Linked DNA regions of Rattus norvegicus: region 2 is linked to region 1. A link is a contact called in public Hi-C data. All regions are on one chromosome and are shown on one strand. Each heading gives the region's core, a stretch centred on a gene start, on an enhancer-like site or on the middle of the called end of the contact. The rest is flanking DNA. Distances are from core to core; before and after follow the strand shown.

Evidence for each region. A called contact is a pair of places that touch in the nucleus more often than the background predicts.
Region 2: a Hi-C map of Schwann cells shows a contact between it and region 1, with 5 times the contacts expected there. The contact joins the promoter of LOC120100833 here to the enhancer-like site in region 1. A contact is called at or near these places in 2 of 12 Hi-C or Micro-C datasets (the Rat2 cell line and Schwann cells).

Annotation. Positions count from the first base shown.
Region 1 is chr2:146,563,155-146,565,700 of GRCr8, forward strand. No RefSeq gene overlaps it. Among named protein-coding and RNA genes, the nearest start is that of Rnu6-173, 21 kb to the right of the region's middle. Within about 2 kb of position 1,272, at least 3 of the 93 cell types and tissues checked have an H3K27ac peak or open chromatin away from gene starts, as enhancers often do.
Region 2 is chr2:146,819,278-146,821,823 of GRCr8, forward strand. LOC120100833 (protein FAM246C-like) reads right to left here and starts at 1,273. Exons shown (of 2, transcript XM_039103697.2): 1 at 1-1,273. The coding sequence starts at 1,273. The coding sequence ends at 530. Mbnl1 (muscleblind-like splicing regulator 1) reads left to right here and starts at 757. Exons shown (of 10, transcript NM_001412543.1): 1 at 757-912.

The DNA.
Region 1 (2,546 bases), core at 22-2,521:
GAAGTAATCCCAAGTAACACTTTCTCTATGAGCATTGTTCAATTATGAGGACTCTTTTGACCCAACTCATTTCTGTAATTTCAAATACCATTGAATTATTAACTCTGCCAAAATTCCTCATGGGCTCATTTAAATGCAAAGTTTAGCTTATTTTTAAGGACTATGTATTTAAATCATGGATTATGCCTTTTTAAGACCATTTTCTTTCCCTTCCCCTCTTTCTCCTATTCTCTTTTGAATATTGTATGTGTTGACAAAAGGCCAATTTTGATTAGTTAATTAAATTCTGGAGTTTAACAGTTTCTTTTGACATATACCTCATCTCCTGTTTATCTTTATTAATTCCTTAATTAAATTCAGGTAAAATAGAAACATGTCTGATTTTGCCCTATTCATCATAATTCAGAAACTGGAAATTGATGATGAATTCTTTTTAGTCTTGGTTCATATTTCTTTCAGTGCATTCACTACAGTGTAGGTACCTACTGACTTACTTCCTTATGTAAGTGGTTGAAACAAGAGGGGTTTGGAAGGAGTTGGAAGACTTAAGAGTGGTCTGTCATAACATCCTCTCTCACATTGGGAAAGGGAGTGAGTTAACAGTGAGGCTCTCCTGAAGATCAGGTCAGTGTGTTTTCAAGTTATACAGTAGCATTCTGGACAACACCAAAGAAAAGGAAAATAATAAAAAAGCAAAAAGCAAACAAAAGAACAAACAAAAGAAACCACAAACCCTCATTTAACCAAACATGTTATTCATGGTAATACTTGCTGTTTATCTTTGGTAAATTTCCCCCAGACACTACTTCAGGCACTACTTCATAAAATGTAAGCTTTTCAAATGATCACATTTTTTGATTTTGCTATTTTTCTGAAATCAACTCTACTTTGTAAGGCTGAAGCAAACCAGCACCTCAGGTCCAATTGTGTTTTTATGTAATTATCTGCCCTTTAAGCCTATATATCCTAGGTTTTTAACTTATTAATATCAAACCCTTTTGTTCCCCTGCTTACAATGTGGCAGTGACTTAATTCTTGGCTTAATTACACATGGCTTTTTCCTATGATTTAAATATGTAGTAGACAAAGCTTTAGAAAAAGACTTACAATTCACATATTTGTTTTAAAATATTTATTATGATACACAGTTCACCATAGCATTATGTTTAAAATGTATCCCAGGAAGAACTTGTTTATTAGCATTAACTCATGAGTCTAAGGTAAAACTATGGCATTACTTCACTGCCCATCCTTTCCTTAAAGAGATGACTAAGCTGTGTGCCTGGTGACTTGCCTGTTAGTCTTGCTATTTAAATAGCTTTAAGAATGTGAGGTCACTTTATTTTTCCTTTACTCCCATTAATTTTTTGTTCACTTAACATCCTCACCATAGACCCTCTCCTCTCAGTCCCTACCCCTCACACAGCTTCTTCTCACTCCTCTTCTCTTCTAAGAAGGGAGCTCCCTAGTGCCAACCCACCCTAGCATATATAGTTACTGCAGAACTAGGCACATCCTCTCCCACTGAGGCCATACAAGATTTCTCAGCTAGAGGGACAGAATCTACAGGCAGGCAGCAGATTCAGGGTCAGTCTCCTGTTCCAGTTGTTGAAAGAGCCACATGAAGACCAAGCTTCAAATCTGCTACATATGTGTAGAAGTGCCTAGGTCCAGCCCATGCTTGCTCCTTGGTTAGTTTTTCAGTTTCTGGATGCCCTCAAGAGTCCAGATTAATTGACTATGTTGGTCTTCCTGTGGACTCCCTATCCCCTCTGGGGCCCTCAATCCTTCCCCCAGCTCTTTCACAAGATTCCCCAAGCTCCGTCTAATATTTGGTTGTGGGCCTCTGCATCTGTTTCAGTCAGCTACTGGATGAAGCCTCTCAGGGGGACAGTTACGCTAGGCTCCTGTCTGCAAACATAACAGACTATCATTAATAGTGTCAGGGATTGGTTCTTGCCCATGCGATGGTTCTGAAGTGGGCCATTTCCTCTGTCTCTGCTCCATCCTTAACCCTACACTTCTTGTAGGAAGAACACATTTTGGATGGAATTTTTTGTGGGTAGGTTGGTGTCCCTATTCCTCCACTGGGACTCCTGCCTGTTAGGTGGGCACTTCAGGCTTCATATTCTCCACTGCTAGGAGCACAAAATTCATTCTTATAGATTACCTGGAGCATTTTCCATCCTAGATTTCTGGCATATCCTCGAGATGCCTCCTAATCTTACTGCTAATTTCCTTCTGCTCAGTCTCTGGGCCCTCTCACCCTGGCTCTCCTTACTTCTGACACCCCTTCCTCTCCCCATCCTCCTCCCATTCAGTTCTCTCCTTCAATTCACTTCCCAGGTGACTTAATATCTCGATACTGTGGGAAGACATATTCAGCAGCTCTGCATTTCTACTTTTGTTATGGACAGAGGCATCCATTATCCTTAGGACAACTAAGACTAATTTTTCAAAGATTTTTGCACAATGAAAAGCACAGGCAATTAGGAGTAAAACAGCCCTTCTCCTCATACCCTTCCTTAGTTGAGCCTATGTCACTG
Region 2 (2,546 bases), core at 23-2,522, 260 kb after region 1:
CGTCTTTTAGTCAAAAATCATCCCTGACGAAGTTATCAGAATTCCTGAAATTCACCGGAAATCCCGTCCACAGATGTTCAAACTTTATCTCTTCTTAGGCACTCATAATTCTTTTCATTCAAAGCCAAGTTACAGGATAGCACCTCGTGAAATAGGGGCTGGTGTTTCATTTGCTCGGGCCGGCAGTTGCCCAGGGTTTGTTTGCGTGGGAGTACCTCTGCATAGCCTAAGATGTTATTTTATTTTAAAAGAGGAAGCTCTGCTTGCTTTCTGTACACCACCTGGCAGAGTTGGAAGTAAGGGAGCCTTTAAACTGCAAGTTTTATTTGCCGATGAGGCGGGAAGGTGGCCTGTGTTTGTGTTTGGGTGACGATCAGTTTTCTCGCAGAACTCCAAAACTGAGCGTTGATTGCTGAGAAAGATACCCACCAACACCCGTGCAGCTTCTTTCCCGCCCTTCGCCTTCCAGGTTCCAGGCGGTGCGGTTCTTCTGCCGCTGCAGGCCGGGCCGCTGACTCTAACCTTCCGTCTAACCTTGCGGGCCTCGCAGACTGGGCGCGGAGCCCCAGGAGCTGGAGCAGCGGTGAGCGGCGCGGGCCCGGGCGAGCGGGCGAGCGGGCGGGCGGGGGCCGGGGCTGCGCGTGGGAGCTCGGCGCGTCCGCGCGCCTTCCTGGCGGGGCTGGCGCGGGGGAGGGGCCGCGCAGCGGCGGAAACCGGCGCGCGGCGATAAGAGGCTGCACGGCGACATGCCACAGTCTCTCAACGCAGCCCGACGAGTCGGGGCGCTAGCCATGCTCCGGTGACCCGGACCCGGCCAGTTTCCTTTCCCGTGGCGGGCATCCCGGAGTAGCGATCCCACAATGCCCCGGGCAGTCGGGGCCCCGGCGGGCAGCCTGCACGGCCACGTGAGAGGTGAGTGGCGGGGCGGCCGCGCATTGTTCTGCGCTGCGGGCGGCGCTGCGGCGGCCTCCGGTGGCGCTCGGGGGTCCTCGGCCCGTACCGTGGCCGCGCGCTGAGGCTCCCGGCCCTGCTCCGCGCCTCTCTGCGGGCCCCCGCAGGGCGCCGCGGGGCAGGACCGGTGGCCCGGGAGCTGGGGCAGGTGCGTGACCGAGTGCTGTGAACTCGGTGACCTCTGCCAGGGTCGATGGGGACGGCCACGGGTCGCGCGGGTCCCGGCAGCGCCCGCATCCCTCTGCCGGGGCTGCCATCCAGCACCGGCTTCATGTGGGCCAAGTATGTGCACGCAGAGGTTAATGCTCTGCCTGCCACCCATAAATTACGCATGACATGTTTAGTTGGGCTGCCTTATATGGAGAGTGCTGTATTTCAGTCCAGTGTGCTTTTTGCCAAGTTTACAGGGCGGAAGACGCCCTGCTTGAGAGGGCTGCCGCTTTTCCTCCCTTTCTGGTCGGTTTGTAGTGCGTCACTCAAAAAACTGTAAGAAAAGTAAGTATAGAGCTTTTCAGGGTGGAGCCACAGAAGGCTGGAGGAATTGCTTTCATGAAAAGTAATCAGTATATGGACTGGTTTTTAAATAAAATCAAGACAGATATGTAGCCTTTCCTCAACCTTAAAGAAAAAGACGACCGACTCTAATATTGTTAGTAATGTGTCATATGATACTATTTTGATTTTAGAGCATGTAACATGAGATTTAAAGAAATTATATGTATATATAATTTATATATATTATATATATAATATATATGGAGCTGAAGCCTTCCTGGCTAGCCCACAGCATGTTACAACTACAGGGGTGTTGAGACAGGCCTATTAGGCTGCTAAAATGGGTTTATGTGCAGTATACATCCCCAGGATTAAAAACAAAGTTAGAAGCTCCCTGGAAGGTTATTGCTACGGTCTTAGGTTTCTGTGTTCACCAGCCCAAACACACACCATAGCAAGTGATTAATAAAGTCTGCCACACTCTGAGCTATTTCATAAACAAATTAATGCAAGGAGAGGGAAGTCATAATTATGGCCTGTGGATATGCCGGATTTCTGCAGCCTTTGAAATAGTACACTAGTGGACACTTTAGACCCCCTTCCTGGGTTTCAACACAGTGTTTACACAAAGAACTTACTTAGTCCATAACTTTCCACAGTAGGTCAGTGTCTCTGTCCACACTCTCTTCTATGCTTTACAGTGTTGATGTTGTTAACCTGGTCCTGTTTTTGACCTAAAATTCTGGTCCCCGAGACAAGTTAAAGTGAAGATTGAAGGGCTGCAGAATGCTGAAGGACTTAGTCAGTACGCAGGATGTGTTGAGTATGTAGTTGGTAGCCTGAAGATAATGCGTTATTTCACAGCGGGAGAAAGCACGTGGCTGTCACTTCCGTCTTCTCCACCTGAAAAGTTGGTGACAGCTAAACTAGCTTTCTAGAAACCCATCCTGTTCCAACTTCCTGCATTTGTACAGGGTTACCTTCTCTTTTTATCTCTGTTATGCTTCTTTCCTTATTCAAGATCTAGACATAGTTTTTTATGTTTCTTTGTTTAATGCAGAGTTTCCTCAGCCAGAGCTACTAAGTTGACTGTTGTGTTC